Regions from separate parts of the Mus musculus genome. Here regions 1 and 3 are each linked to region 2. A link is a contact called in public ChIA-PET and Hi-C data. All regions are on one chromosome and are shown on one strand. The core of a region is the stretch at or near the end of the contact, and the rest is flanking DNA. Distances in the headings are between cores, read along the strand shown.

Region 1 (2,700 bases), core at 13-2,512, 290 kb before region 2:
AAACAGCATCATAAGCAAAAATAAAACACAGTAGGTAGTAACAGCACCTAATACTTCTTACTACTCTAAGGTTAAATTAGAACATTCACATAACACACTCAGATAAGGATGGGCCCAAAAAGAGCTTAATAAAAATATACTTCAGCGGTTATTACTACATGGTCATTATGATTTAAAGCCCTTTTAAGAGCCACACGCATGTAATTCAGGAGCAGGAATTCAAGGCTCTCTTCAGCCACATAGAAAGTTCAAGACCGGCCTGAGCTGCTGGAGGCACTATCTAAATAAGAAAACTGAATTAACCCTTTTCTGGGTAACCAAAGTACACTTGACCTCAAGGGTCTCACAATCCAGAGAGGAAACAAAAGAAACAAGAGCAACTCATTGAGATTACACCGATGACCTCAGACTGCGAGAAGGAAGGAAGCGAAGAGGCAAACGCTGACTTTATACCACTGAGTGACTGCGGAAATGCCAGTGTTACTCATACACTTATTCTGAATGTAGAAATTAACATGGCTAGACTTTAAGTTAAAAGAGATCTGACAAGCAGTTAATAGAGTTGAACTTTCACCTGCACAGTTAGTTCAGACAAGCTTTGGCAAAATTCACTCTGAATGCAAAAGTTCAAGGGTCTTCCAAGGTCCTATAGAGATTTCATTTAGGCATCTGCCATTCAAGTCTCATTCCCAAAGTTAAAAGACAATCACAAGTACGCCTGGGAAGGCACCCCATGAAGTATGCTTGCTATTTCTGTTATAGACCCGGACTACTTTAAAAAAAAATATATGTAACATTTACCTAAAAATGACAAATCTGATTAGTTAAATGTCAGACTACTGTACAAATAACATCCCAAGTATATTCATTTTTGTAGGCTTTTTACTATTTCCTGCAAACAAAGGCCAGTGGAAATATTTAAAAAAATAATTTTCATTTTCCTTATCCCTTTTTCTAAATCACCCAGGGAAATATTTTTATCTATTAAAAGCAAACAATTCTGCTCTAGTGATGAAAAACTTACACGTGTTATCTGGTTTTGTTTGCTCACTTGTGTGTATGTTTTTAAAACAGAAGGGAGGTCAGACTATCTGATCCTCCTGTATCATTCTCCTAAACTGATTCACAGGAAGGGAGGGAGGGAGGGAGGGAGGGGGGGGGAGGAAGAAAAGCACAATAAACAAAACATACAGTGTCTAAGGTGAGCAAGAGGGAGTGGGTAAAACCACTTCCCTTTGGCATAACAGCAAATGCCCAGAACCCACATGGTTGACGGAGAGGACCATCTCCCCTTCTCCTTCAAGTTACCCTGTGACCACAAACACCAACACACGGAGTAAAAACAAAAATAAATGAAACTGAATGAGGTTTGAAGCCAGGCCTGGAGCATGCTAGGCAAACAGAATCATTGAACAGTGTCCTCAGCTCGGCAGCACTGACCATTTACCTCATAAAAAGTAATAACTACTTGTCAAAGGCTCTTAATGTTTATTTACTTACAGAAGTTATTAATTTAACATCATTATAAATTAAAACAAATAAACACTGAAAGTGGAAAAAAATATACTCAGAATACAGAGTTACTGATAACCAGTTTTTTAGATCCAACCATGAAATTGACCTATAAGGTAGATCTATAAGGCTATAGATCTATAAGGTAAATCTATAAGGTAAATCTATAAGGTAAATCTATAAGGCTAAACCCATAGAGAGATGCTTGAAGGAACACCTTCCAGCTATTACAGACTGGACATCAAACTTGTTTTCCATTACAGGCAAAAACATGCCAATGAGAGCTAACAGAGAGAGAGCATAGGTACACTGTGATAATATATTTCCATAAATATTAATGTAGGTCCTCATTCTTTGCTGCTTTCAACACATACTGAAATATAAAAGTCTGCTCTCTTTTTGGTTTTTTTTTTTCAATTTCCTTATTTATTTATTTATTTATTTATTTATTTATATTGGATATTTTCATTATTTACATTTCAAATGTTATCCCCTGTCCCATTCCCCATCCCCCTGCCTCCATAAGGGTGTTCCCCCCACCCCCGACTCCTGCCTCCCTAGCCTCGAATTCCCCTACACTGGGGCATGGAGCCTTCACAGGACCAAGGGCCCCTCCTCCCATGGATGCCTGATAAGAGAAACACTATTAAGTGATAGGGTACATGTCTTTGTTACCATGACCAAAGCGGCTTGTGGAGGAAGGGTTTATTTGGCTTACACTTCCACATCATCCTCATTATTGATGGAAGCCAATGTGGGAACTCAAGCAGGGAAGAGACCTGGAGGCAGGAGCCTGAAGTGAAATGTTCAGTAAAGCCTTTGTGCCTAGCTTTGAGTGAAATGTTTCAGCGAAGCCTCTGCTGTGTTTGGGTTACTGAGTAGAGGCTGAGAAATTGTTTTGAGATTATTTGAAGAAATGTTGTCTCCCTGCAAAGTCTGCACTCAGTACTACCTGAAGGCCTGCAGCTGCATCAACCTTGGTCCTAAGACACTCCTGGCAAACCTGGAGTTCTTACCTTTGATTATGCCTAGCCATGGTCAAAAGGGACTGAGATCTGTGTGGGTCATGTTGTCTCTTGAGCAGCAAACACAAGATAACAACTGTGGTGGTTGAAACCTTTCCCAGCCCCAATTAACCTTGAACAATGCTTGAATAAAGTAACTGGAGTGAGCCTTCCCAGGAAGGCT
Region 2 (2,700 bases), core at 101-2,600:
GAGATGGCTGGGGGGCAGCGTACTTTGCCTACAAGCCTGAGTGTGATGCCCAGAGCCCACCTAAAACTGGAGATCATCTACTTCACAAAGTCCATGTACTCACACAACTGACAAGATTTTGTGCTTACTTATTTCAACTAATGACAAATCTGCAGCTAGAGGCAGTTTGGGGATTGCTTCAAGCTGAGAAATTGACAAAACCAACTCAGGAACCATGACGCTGTTGAGCACTTGCGAACAGCAGAAGCAGCCGTACATGTTTCAGACCCAGGAAATAGGGTCTGTGAGCACAGCTTTAAAGGTCTCGGTATCTAGCCCCTGTTATATAAAGATCACTAATTACAGCCAAGGCATCATAGTAGTCACAACAAAGAATGATAAGATGGAATGGCCACAGAAAAATTTAAAAATCATTTCATGGTTTAAAGAGATTAGCTGAGGTTAGGATAAACACAGCTTGGTGGTAGTGGTGCACACCTTTAACCCCAGCAGTTGGGAGGCAGAGGCAAGTGGATCTCTGAGTTCGAAGTCAGCCTGGTCAACAGAATGAGTTCCAGGACAGCCAAGGCTACACTGAGAAACCCTGTGTTGAAAAAAACCAAGAGAAGAAGAAAGAAGAAAGAAGGAAGAGGAGGGGAAGGAGAGGGGGAGGGGGGGGGGGAGGAGGAGGAGGAGGAGGAGGAGGAGGAGGAGGAGGAGGAGGAGGAGGAGAAGAAGAAGAAGAAGAAGAAGAAGAAGAAGAAGAAGAAGAAGAAGAAGAAGAAGAAGAAGAAGAAGAAGAAGAAGAAGAAGAAGAAGAAGAAGAAGAAGAAGAAGAAGAAGAAGAAAGAAAGAAAGAATGAAGAATGTGTGCTACTCTTACAGATGCCCTAAATTTGGTTTCTAGCACCATATACCACCAACTCCAGCTCCTGGAGAGCCAATACTCTCTTCTGTCCTCCCAAGGCACCTGTACACACGTGACATAAACGTAAATACATCCTTTGTTAAAAGTTATCTTTCTGATATAGACAGAAAGGGTCTGAGATTCAAGGCTACGCAATGAATTACTGCTAAGAGTAGAAATTTACTCAATAAATATTTAGTGCATGCTCTAGGGTAGTGAAAGGTTGAGGGAAAAGCCCAACAGTCTCAATGCCCTGTGCGGAGAGAGGTCCAAGGCGAGAACCGGATTCCCCAAGGGCAGAGTGGGCAGGAGGACCGGGGGAAGGATGCAAGGGGACCGTTTCTCCGCCGGGCCGCGCGAGGGCGCTGCTCCCCTCCTCGTGCGCCGGGCCCGGCGGCGCCGCCCACTCGCCTTTTCCCGGCGGAAATGCCGGGGCGATGACGGAAACCCGGAGGGAGGGAAGAGAAAGAGCGAGAGGGCCGTGGCCAGAGCGCGGAGAGGCCTGCGGGTGGCAGCGGGCGGGCGGGCGCCGTCGGGCCGGAGCCGAGCCGAGCTGCGCCGCGCTCTGCGCTCCGAGCCGTAAGCCCTTCGCCGCGCCCCAGGCGCGTGGCCGGGGCCGGGCGGGGCGGGCGCTCCCGGAGGCCGGGGCCCGCGGCTGCCCGCTGGGCTTGGGCGGGGCGCGGGCTGCGCGCTCCGCGGCTCGGTGGTCCCGCCGGGGGCCGGCGGCGGGGGAGGCGGCGGGGACGCGCGGCTCGCCGCCATGGACGACAAGGCGTTCACCAAGGAGCTGGACCAGTGGGTGGAGCAGCTGAACGAGTGTAAGCAGCTGAACGAGAACCAAGTGCGGACGCTGTGCGAGAAGGTAGGCGGCCCGCCGCGGAGGCGCGCGCAGGGGTCGGGGGGGGAAACGGGCCCTGGCCCCCGGCTGGAGTAGGGGACGGGGTGCGGGACCCCACCCCACGCCCCGAAAACCAGGCTGCTGCAGTCCCCGGGCTCCACGGACAACTGCCCTGAAAGTCGTTAACACCGAGCGGTGGTTAGTGTGGCGTCGATCGCTCGCAGGTGATCCACGGAGTGCAAGGAGCTTTTGTTTGCACACTAGTGGGCGTGATGGCAGGCCGAGCCTTCTCCCAGCCTGGGTTTGGCGGAGGCAGATGACTGAAGGCTGGTCTGGGCGGCCGAGTGGCTATGGAGAGGGACGTCTTTTTCAGGAAGAAGACAGCAGGTGCTGAATTTGGAAACGGTGCTTACTGGCAACGTTAACTGGGATAGGTGCTATTTAGAACCGGCCACGTTACAGAAAGTTACTTCCTTTTTTTTTTTTTTAACCCTGTGTATCCCTCCCGACCCCACGCTATAGCTTGCAGGTAATGGATTAGGTAATCCCTTTTTGATCGTGTCTTCTCAGCTTTCAGACATGTGTGTGTATCTATTGGTTTATTAACCGCTAGGTTTTTGGGTTTTTTTTTTTTTTTTTTTTTTTTGCTTATATCATCTTATTTAGAGTCTTTTTTTTTTTCATTCCTCTTTTTTATTGTGGGCTAACTCGCTTCCCCATGTTCAAGAGCCCTGCGAGAGAGTAACGGAGCTAAGTATTCAAGTCAGAGTCTACATTTTTTTCCCCAGAAGTTAGGATCCTACCAAAGGATTTTGTTTATCCGTCTGATAACAGGCACTCCTTACTTGGGGTGGGGAGTGATAGATGGCTCTTGGTGCGCTTTTCAAGTTGACCAGGGCCTTTGTGGGTTGAATAAGTACTTAGCACAGGAGAGTTTCTTTCTTCTAGTAGAGCCGTGAAGAAAAGGGTGTTTCCC
Region 3 (2,700 bases), core at 115-2,614, 470 kb after region 2:
TGAAGAGGGCATCAGATCTCATTACGGGTGGTTGTGAGCCACCATGTGGTTGCTGGGATTTGAACTTCGGACCTTCGGAAGAGCAGTCGGGTGCCCTTACCCACTGAGCCATCTCACCAGCCCCTGAAGGATATTCTATTCGCCACCAGTTCCTATGAACGACGGTTTCTAAATGGTGACGGTGAAGTTACAATTGGTAGCAGTATCAAAAGATATGAAAGGGGCTGGAGGGATGGCTCAGCGGTTAAGAGCACTGACTGCTCTTCCAGAGGTCCTGAGTTCAAATCCCAGCAACCATATGGTGGCTCACAACCATCTGTAATGGGATCTGGTGCCCTCTTCTGGGGTGTCTGAAGACAGCAACAGTGCACCTTCATATAATAAATAGATAAATCTTTAAAAAAAAAGATATGAAGATTTTTTTGTTTTTTTGTTTTCTTTGTGAGTCAGAGAAAGTGGGGAGGGAAGGAGAGGTTCCTGATAAGATACTAGCTATTCCCTACTACTAATAACACCTTAGGCATATCACAACCTAACAAATGACTACATTTCCCAGACTTCCTTGTGGCCAAGGCCAAACATATGACTAGGTCCCCACCCTAGTTTATGGATAGAAGAGATAAGCGTGACATCCATGCTTATTGCTTAAGGGGAAACAGTTTGCTGTCTGCTTTTTCTCTTCCCCTTTTTCTGGACCAAATATAAGGTGGTCATGACCCAGCTTTGACCACTCAGCCAAGAACAACATCCTAGGAACTGTGATGCAACATGATGGGAAGGAGCCACGTCCCTAAATGACCCAAAGGAGCTCAACAGCGCCAGCAGCCTGGACCACTCAGCTCTGGTCAGTTGCGTCTTCTTCAAGCCAAGAGTTGGGATCGTAGCCATGTTACCAATGCTTTACTCTAGCCATCTAGCCTTGCGGCCAAACAGGAGACAGTTCTCTAGAGCAGAGAAGAAATCACTGGTCCCCTTTTTGTCTCCATACCCCAAACATCAAACATAGCATCTTATAGATGAGAAGTGTTCAAGGAGCCTTTGATAATTCAATGGGTGCTGGGCTGGAAGGGAGGGAAGAGACAGGCGGTAAAAAGTGAGTGATGGAATGGGCTGTAGTCTTGGAAGTAGAGTGTTTGCCTGGCATATAGGTAGGAGGCAGGCCCTTAGTTTGATCCCAGCATGGCAAAAAAAAAAAAAAAAAAAAAAAGACGGAAGAAAGAAAGGAAAGATGAATGGAAGGAAAGAAAGACTATGTTAGAACATCTCTGAACAGCCCGTGAAGCAAGCGCAGGTGAAGGAGGACTTCCATTGCTGCCACCTAGATTCCATGGAACTTTTTTTTTTTTTTAAAAGTTAGGGGGGAAAATATCACGTTAGTTGATTGACCCCTGCTGGCCGTTTGGAATTCTGCAGCTTGAATCAGTCAAACTGTTCAGCCAAAAATGTCTTCACTTTTTAGAGATCAAGGAAGCAGCTGTTAAAAATCTGAATCCACACTTAGGAAGCACTAAAACCCAACAACGATAGACACAGCCGGGGGGGGGGGGTCGGGGGGGGGGACAGACGACGACTAACAATAACAGAGAAGTGCTCTGGGCCGGCCACGGTGGCGGCGGTGCTGAAGCAGCCCTCCTCCAATGGAGGAGGGATGGCTCAGGATCTGGTTTTGCTCTAGAAGGTTGATTGAAGCTCGGGGTCCAGTTTCTCCTTTTTATAGATGTGTTTCTGTCCTTTGATCATGTCAAGCCGTAAGATGTCTCTCTGGTCCTTTCTCTTCTCTCCTCCTGTCATTTCCTTATCTGTTTCCACAGCTTGGCCTCTCTCTCTCTCTCTCTCTCTCTCTCTCTCTCCCTCTCCCTCTCTCTCTCTCATTTCTATCAGTGGAGTTAGTCATGACATTGTTGAGTTATTTGATTAAGAAAAAAAAATGAGGGCTGGTGAGATGGCTCAGCAGGTAAGAGCACCCGACTGCTCTTCCAAAGGTCTAGAGTTCAAATCCCAGCAACCACATGGTGGCTCACAACCATCTGTAACGAGATCTAGCACCCTCTTCTGGAGTGTCTGAAGACAGCTACAGTGTACTTACATATAATCAATAAATAAATCTTTAAAAAAAAAAAAAGAAAAAAAATGAAAGCTGAAAAATAAACAAAAAACTTTCTTTCTTTTTTTTCTTTTTTCTTTTTTTAGTTTAGTTTTGTTTTCTTTTTCGAGACAGGGTTTCTCTGTGTAGCCCTGGCTGTCTTGGAACTCACTCTGTAGACCAGGCTGGCCTCGAATTCAGAAATCTGCCTGCCTCTGCCTCCCAAGTGCTGGACCCACACCCGGCTGTAACAAAACACTTTCGTTCACAAACTCTCTCAAAGCATTGTCAAGAATCAGAATCTCCTCAGACTAGAAGAAGGCATCCCAGGGCAGCGGCAGGGCTCTTCTTCAGTTTTGGGGATGGGGGAGATGCTTCTAAAAACCAGCCTGGTAACTCTCAGAGTGGCTGGAGAGATGGCTCAGTGGTTAAGAGCGCTCACTGCTCTTTCAAAGGACTGGGGTTTAATTCCCAGCATTCACGGAGTGACTTCAACTCCAGTTTCAAGGTGTCTGACTCTGTCTTTTTTCCTCCTCTTGAGGCCCTGGGCACTCTTTTTTTTTTTTTTTTTTTTTTTTTTTTCGGTTTTTGGTTTTTCGAGGCAGGGTTTCTCTGTG

What was found. A called contact is a pair of places that touch in the nucleus more often than the background predicts. ChIA-PET counts read pairs in DNA pulled down with a chosen protein or histone mark.
Region 1: an RNA polymerase II ChIA-PET map of memory CD8 T cells shows a contact between it and region 2, with 48 read pairs. The contact joins the enhancer-like site here to the promoter of Ppp2cb in region 2. A contact is called at or near these places in 2 of 39 promoter capture datasets (hippocampal neurons and liver), 12 of 484 Hi-C or Micro-C datasets (the HL-1 cell line, the N1E-115 cell line, Th17 cells and 7 more), 12 of 115 datasets of contacts at active chromatin or transcription factors (DN3 thymocytes, bone marrow-derived dendritic cells, bone marrow-derived macrophages and 8 more) and 2 of 9 other capture datasets (embryonic stem cells and liver).
Region 3: a contact with region 2 is called in a Hi-C map of the G1E-ER4 cell line, with 2.0 times the contacts expected there. The contact joins the enhancer-like site here to the promoter of Ppp2cb in region 2. A contact is called at or near these places in 1 of 39 promoter capture datasets (the 3T3-L1 cell line), 3 of 484 Hi-C or Micro-C datasets (the G1E-ER4 cell line, cortical neurons and uterus) and 3 of 115 datasets of contacts at active chromatin or transcription factors (embryonic midbrain, fibro-adipogenic progenitors and pancreatic cancer cells).

The regions. Positions count from the first base shown.
Region 1 is chr8:33,306,954-33,309,653 of GRCm38.p6, forward strand. The region is part of intron 16 of Wrn (Werner syndrome RecQ like helicase); the gene reads right to left. Among named protein-coding and RNA genes, the nearest start is that of Wrn, 77 kb to the right of the region's middle. Within about 2 kb of position 1,263, at least 18 of the 459 cell types and tissues checked have an H3K27ac peak or open chromatin away from gene starts, as enhancers often do. A contact at or near this core is called in Th17 cells, effector CD8 T cells and memory CD8 T cells, where this site is marked.
Region 2 is chr8:33,598,271-33,600,970 of GRCm38.p6, forward strand. Ppp2cb (protein phosphatase 2 (formerly 2A), catalytic subunit, beta isoform) reads left to right here and starts at 1,351. Exons shown (of 7, transcript NM_017374.3): 1 at 1,351-1,748. The coding sequence starts at 1,647.
Region 3 is chr8:34,064,762-34,067,461 of GRCm38.p6, forward strand. No RefSeq gene overlaps it. Among named protein-coding and RNA genes, the nearest start is that of Gm40486, 10 kb to the left of the region's middle. Within about 2 kb of position 1,365, at least 50 of the 459 cell types and tissues checked have an H3K27ac peak or open chromatin away from gene starts, as enhancers often do. A contact at or near this core is called in the G1E-ER4 cell line, fibro-adipogenic progenitors and uterus, where this site is marked.